2 separate regions of the Mus musculus genome follow, and region 1 is linked to region 2. The links are chromatin contacts, called in public promoter capture Hi-C maps. All regions are on one chromosome and are shown on one strand. The core of a region is the stretch at or near the end of the contact, and the rest is flanking DNA. Distances in the headings are between cores, read along the strand shown. Region 1 holds the start of Klk11 (kallikrein related-peptidase 11). Region 2 holds the start of Zfp619 (zinc finger protein 619).

The links. Promoter capture Hi-C pulls out the DNA fragments that hold promoters and counts their contacts.
Region 1: a contact with region 2 is called in a promoter capture Hi-C map of liver, with 4 times the contacts expected there. The contact joins the promoter of Klk11 here to the promoter of Zfp619 in region 2. A contact is called at or near these places in 2 of 39 promoter capture datasets (cranial neural crest and liver).

What each region holds. Positions count from the first base shown.
Region 1 is chr7:43,774,969-43,778,269 of GRCm38.p6, forward strand. Klk11 (kallikrein related-peptidase 11) reads left to right here and starts at 1,361. Exons shown (of 5, transcript NM_019974.2): 1 at 1,361-1,586; 2 at 1,913-2,069; 3 at 2,520-2,785. The coding sequence starts at 1,550.
Region 2 is chr7:39,515,591-39,519,079 of GRCm38.p6, forward strand. It overlaps Zfp619 (zinc finger protein 619), which reads left to right and starts at 2,176. Exons shown (of 4, transcript NM_001004139.2): 1 at 2,176-2,274. The coding sequence starts at 2,272.

The sequences.
Region 1 (3,301 bases), core at 111-2,610, 4.3 Mb after region 2:
CTGTCCCTGCCCCTTCACCAGGCAAGCAGCCCCACCTCTATGACGCCCCAGATTCCCCCCTCTTTGGAAAGGAGAAGGGAGGGCCCAAAGGAGGCCAAGGGGCCCGCTGGGCCTAGGCTGTGAGAAGGGAGAGGCCCACAGGAGGAGAGAGAGCAATGGAGGCCTTAGAGAGGAGACAGAGACAGGCACAATGGGAGGCCTAGAAAGGGGTTGTAGGGACAAAAAGCTGTGACAAGAGGAAACAAGGATCCAAAGACAAGCAGGGACAGAAGCCTAGAGGCAGAGACCAAAATCACACACACAGAGGGGAGAGAGGGATGTGGGGGCCCGAGACTCTGAGACCTGCTGGAAAAAAAAAGGGTATACCTACAAGAAGAGGAGACCACAGGGAGAAGAGGGGCTCAGACAAGTGATATCTTGTCTCCCAGACCCCAAGGCTGCCTTGGGAGGGCCCACACACAGCTCTCTCCCAGGGCAATAAGGCAGGATTAGAAGCCCAGTCATCCCAGCGGCCCCCCTTCCGGAGGCCAAGCCCTCTGCCTGCCTGCCTGCCTGCCTTCTCCCCAGGTGCTCAGACCCAGCCTGCTGCAGTGTCAACCGCACCCTTTAGAGTTCCCATCCCCAGAGCCCAGGAATGAATCCAGGAGAGAAGGGAAGGTTCTCCCACCCCCACCCTCATCCCCACCCCCACCCCCACCCCCACCCATTCCAGAAGACTGCCATCCTAGAAGCTAGGCCTCTTCTGTCCCAGCATGCATTTTCCCCCTCTTGAAGATGTCCTTGGAAGATGGGGAGGGACTTGAAGCCACACTCTGCTTCCCTCTGTATCTCTCACCTCTAAACTGCTGCCCCCAAACTCAGTGACCTCCGTCCAGTCCGTCCCCTCAGGTGGCTTCGTCCTGCCCTTCTCTCCCACCCCCGCCAGCCAGGGCAGCTGTAGGCACCAGCTGTCCCTTAGCCAACCACACCCAGCCCAGTCCAGCTGTCCTTCACTGGAGTTCAGCAAGGTGGAGGGAGAGACTTCACTGGTTGTGGACAGACCTCACAGGTCCCTAATATTCTACATGTTGGGACATCAAAAATGAGGTCCTTACCCAGTAGTTAGCCCCTTCCCCCTTGTCTTCCCAGTTGTGGGGCTCCCAGTTGTGGAACAAGCCAGGTTCTCATGTAAAGAAAAAGAAAAATATTCTCTAAGATTTTCTCCCGGGGTCTTCCTTCTCCGAGCAGCTCAACCTGAGTGAGCCAGGAGCCTTGCCCAACAAAGCCCCTCCCAGCTGTTTTGTTGTTCTCAATATCCAGGAAGCTGCTAGCCTAGATCCAAGCCACTCTGGAAGCACAAGGCTTTTCTTACAGGCTTGGGGATTGGTGTGAGAACCAGGAGGTTCCCCTGGGGGAAGGAGGCAGGTAGTCAGAGAAGCAGAGAGACCCAACAGGTGAAGGAAAGAAGAAAACCCAAAAGCCAGCATTCTGATCGCCTCTTAAAGTGATTAGACCTCCCTCCTTGTCCCCAGGGGAACCTGGCGCCCGCCCTGCCCTACTCCAGGCCAGGATGATTCTCCGACTCATTGCACTTGCTCTGGTAACAGGTACGGTGGGGCTTAGAGGGAAGGGGGGCTCCCTATTCTACTTCTAAGGCCCCCCAGCTACAGTGACACCTGCTTGGAGATCACCCCCATGAAGTAGTCTGAGCTATACCAGGCATAATCAAGTGGGACTAAGAGGAGGAATGGGGGTGGGGGTTGGGTCCCCTCAAAATCTTAGGACAGCCACTAATGACCTGGAAGTATAGTCTTATGCCAGCACGTGACAGCTAAGAATGAGAACAGCTATTCTTTTGCTTACTTTCATTTCTGGGGTCTCTCTACCAGCCTACCCCCTCTTATGCTTGTACTTCATCTTTTGCCCCCTTCAGGGCACGTAGGGGGAGAGACGAGGATCATCAAGGGTTATGAGTGCAGGCCTCACTCACAGCCATGGCAGGTGGCCCTCTTTCAGAAGACACGGCTTCTCTGTGGGGCAACCCTCATCGCCCCCAAATGGCTCCTGACAGCAGCCCACTGCCGCAAGCCGTGGGTGCGGGGGCTGGGGCGGGGCTGGGCGGGGCTGGGAGGGGGCTGGAGATGGAGAGATGAATGGAGAGAGGGGCTGGGTCCAGAGAGAACGTGTGGGGGTGGCAGCAGTGGGTGGAGGGGTTGGGGATGGTGTGGTGTTAGCATGGATGATCAGACTGGAGAGGGTAAAGTAGCATTAGTGTGTATGACGGAGGCCTGGTTGGTATGAAGATAGAGGGTTTGGGGATGGAGTGGCATTAGTTTGTATGATGGGGATCTAGTTGAGTTGATGACAAAGGAATGAGGTGGTCTTAGAATAGATGATGGCCTTAGTCAGGATGAGGATGAAGGAGCGAGTGATGGTAGATGGGTCTGGGTGTTCACAAGGCACAATTCATCATCTCTCCCTCCCCACCCCTGCCCTGTCCCCCTACCTTTCTACCTCTGACCACATCTCTCCCACCTCAGCCATTACGTGATCCTCCTTGGAGAGCACAATCTAGAGAAGACAGACGGCTGTGAGCAGAGGCGGATGGCCACTGAGTCCTTCCCCCACCCCGACTTCAACAACAGCCTCCCCAACAAAGACCACCGGAATGACATAATGCTTGTGAAGATGTCGTCTCCCGTCTTCTTTACCCGAGCTGTGCAGCCACTCACCCTGTCCCCACACTGTGTCGCTGCAGGCACCAGCTGCCTCATTTCTGGATGGGGCACCACGTCCAGCCCCCAGTGTAGGGGCTCCTGAGGGAACCGTGATCCGGGTGGGAGATGGGGAAAGGAGACCAGATGAATCTTCAGAGAGAAAGATCAGAGTCACTCAAGAGGCATGGTGATCTGGAGCAGTCAGGAGAGGGATGAGCTAAAAGGAAGATGAGAAATTCTGAGGGACTCACTTTTGGGCCTCAAGACTGAGACAGGTGTGAGGCAGGTGTGAGACAGGTGTGAGGCAGGTGTGAGACAGGTGTGAGACAGGTGTGAGACAGGTGTGAGACAGGTGTGCGGCAGGTGTGATTCCCAAATCTATAACTTTCTAGTTGTGGGATCTAAAGCAGGTGGCTTTACCTCTCTGAACCTTGGTTTTTTTTTTTTTTTCCTAAAAAGAATAATCATATCTACCTACCACAGTGGGGTCAGAGGTAATGCACAGAGAACAAGTAGTAGGAAGAATTTACTCAATGCATTGCTGTTGCAACAGTTACAAGCATAGAGATGGGTTCAGGGCAAGGATTGTCCCAGGTGCTGGCTAC
Region 2 (3,489 bases), core at 926-3,425:
CCTGTTCTAATCTTCTGGCTCCTTCTCATTCTCTGGCTTGTTTTGTGTTTAGCTTTTTCTCTCTTTAAACTGTCTCTATAAAACTCTTCCAGTAAAACTGCCTTCTCCCTCTCTCTGCACTGCTTTTTCTTAGTTTCCCTTTCATCTCTCTTGTGATAGTTGGGCACATCCTATTCTGTCAGATATTTCTCTGATGTGTCATTCTGTCTGATAGTCAATTAGACATCACTCTCCAACATGGGTGCTTCCTTCTACAAACTAACTTTACCTTTATTGCTTGGGATTCAACATGTGTGCTAAGGGCATGTTTGTATCCACCCAGACGGATTAAAGGTCTGTGCTAAGGGCTAAGCCACACCACAACTAGAAATAGGAATTTTTTTCCCACCAGTAAATAATACAATCTTGGGGTTCATTACAGTTTTTTACCTCTTGGGTTAGAATTCATGCATAGAATTCTAAACTGTTGGGTTGATTGTTGATATTATATCATGCAGCCATCAATGCTCTGATTCCAAAACATTCTGTCATCCTGCAGAGTAATTTAATATTTTTATAAATTTTTAATAATTTTATTTATTTACGTTCCAGTCACCCCCCCCCATGCCCTTCCCCACAGTTCCTCATCCCATTCCTCCTCCTCCTTGTCTCCACAAGTGTGCTCCCCCCACCAACCAAGCCTCCCTCTTCCCTGGGGCCTCAAGTCTCTTGAGGATTAAGCACATTTTCTCCCACTGGGAATATATATCTGCTATATATGTGCCAGGGGCCTCGAGTCGGCCCACGTATGCTCCTGGTTCAGTCTCTGGGAGCTTCCTGGGTATTTACAATTTTTTTTTGATACTTAAAATTTACTTTCTGTAGACATTTATCAAGTGCTTATTATATGATAGGTGGAGTATGTTTGAGATGTTTGAACAATTTTAGTTTAGGGTATTTCCATAGCTCAGGCCAGCTCTGCCTCAGTCTTTGAAGTTCTGAGGTTACAGTCCCTTGCCCCCAAGCCCAGCTTCATTTTCTTGGCATTAGTTTGTTGGCAGCTGAAATAAACCAAGTTGGCCTTGTACTCACAGAGATCCACCTGCCTCTGCCTCAGGAACGCTGGGATTAAAGGGATGCGCCATCACAGCCCATGAACCCACATTCTTACCTCTCAGTATCAATTGATAAGTATCTTATTAGATTTCATTTTATTTCATGGGCAAAAGTAGAAGGCATGAGTTCCTCTGAAACTGAATTTACAGGCAGTTGTGAGTTGACAGATGTGTGAGCTTGGGAAGAGAACTAAGGTTCTCTGGAAGAGCAATACACACTCTTTAACCTCCTATCCTCCAGCCCTTTTATTTATTTCTGTAATTAGTTTTTTGCCTTCAAGTTTGAGGTGGGTACCCAAGATTCAACCTCTGGTTTCAACCATGCTATGGAAGCATTGTATTACAGAGTGTTTCTGTGTTGTGTGTGTTTCTGTTCTGAGACTGGCCTTGAATCCAGTCTGTAGCCTTGTCAGATGCCTGATTTTCCTGCCTCAGCCTCCCATGTACTGGGATTACAGGACCTAGCTAGACTGGTCTCTAAATTTGGCAGTCTCTTTATCCCCACCTCCCTTTCAAAAGTAAATAACAGTTGCGCTTAAATTTTTTTTTTTAATCAACTTTTGGAAAAGCGAAATGGCTCAGCGAGTAAAGGTGCTTGCTTCTAAACCCTATGAATTGAGTTCGATCCCCAGGACCCATAAGGTGCAAAGGGGCCATCAACTCTAGCTAATTGCCCTTTAACTTCCACTCATGCTCTGTGGGACACATGTTCTTCTGCCACACTTTTCTTTTAACTAAATACATGCAATTAAAATTTTTAAATTAACCTTTTGTATAAAAATTCACGGCGATCCCTATACTAGCCATTGCGTGTAGTGGACAGTGCGAACGCACGACTCTAGACGGCAGGTCCAGCTCTGGAAGGCAGGAGTAAGTTCCTAAAAGGAAAACTCCTTCACGTGTGTACTCGGGGGACAAGCCACGGGCCACAAGGACCCGCTGGGCTGCCTTTGTCTCTTCGCTTCCACTCTCTCCTGTCACTCCGGCCTTGCTAGCCATTCAGAGCAGCCAGACCAGCTGTCCAATAAAGGGCGCTGCCGAGCGGCGAGAGGCGGGTTTTTCGCCGCCATGCTCCGGGTTCCCCTTTAAGGCTGAGCGAGGTGCCACTTGAGCCGCGCTTGCGAGCTCCGCTGCCAGGACCTGTGGGGAGAGTGCAGTCGAGATCGGAAGCCGCGCCATGGTGAGCAAGGGGCTGCTGTCCTCAGACGGGGAGGAGAGGCGGGCTGAGCCCCGGGAGGCCGTCTGGTGGAGCCTCCTTGCGGCTGGAGCGGAAGCGCTGTTCTGGGCCCCGGCTCTGGTCAGCTCCGCCCCTCGGGCCGCGCTTGCGTAGAGCGCAGAGCGCGGTGGCAGGAGGCTCCGCCCCTCTCGCCTTTTCGGGTGACGTCACTTTGTTACGGGCTCTTAGGCAGTGTTGTGAGTCCAGTTCGTCTCAGTTATCTTTAAGAGGTTCTGTACTTCGCATTTCATTATTTAGGTTTAGAATACACTTAGAGTTAATTTTCGTGACAGTTATAAAGTCCTTTATTAATTTCTTACATATAGATGTTAAGGTGGCTCACTAATATTTATTAATGAAGGGAATTCCTTGAGTTTTCTTTGTTTCTTTGTCAAAAACAGCTAACTGTATTCTTTTACCTTTATTTCCTAATTTTCTCTTTATCTTTTTATTGTGAAATAGGACATTTGTTTTGGCTTTTGAAATAGGGTCTCTCTACGAAGTCCTGGCTCCCTCCGGAGCTCTCTTTGTAGACCAGGCTGGCCTTGCATGCACTCACAGATATCCTGCCTCTGCCTCCGGAATGCTTTGATTAAAGATGCTGGGCTGAGAACATTCTCCAGAGTAGATTGCTTTTATTATTGTAGTTTAAACAAAGTTTTACAGTCAGATGATAGTGCGCGCGCGCGCGTGTGTGTGTGTGTGTGTGTGTGTGTGTGTGTGTGACCTATTCTAGTGTGCTGACTGTTTTCTTTAGAGATAGACACTCATGACTCAGTCTATGCTTAAACTCGCTGTGTTACCGAGGGTTAACTTTGAACTTCTGATCTTTCTTTTTTCACTCACCGCAAGAGTGAGTGTAATTCAAAAAGTGAAAGAAACTCGAAGTACGGAACCTCTTAAAGATAACGCAGAGAAACTAGACCTGCAATACCACCCGATTAAAGACTAAAGATATGTGTCAGCCATTTCTGTCTTTATGTAGTGCTTCAAAAGGAACCCAAGGCTTCTTCCTGCTCCTCAGAAGGCTCTATACCAACTGTGCTACTTACCAGTCTCATGTGTTTTCCCTTCCCGCACAATCTTTATTTTTAAGATTTATGTATTTTATATGTTTGAATGTTTTGTATGCATATTACATAATGCCTAGTTCCCTCGGAGGGGAGAAGATGGCGGTAA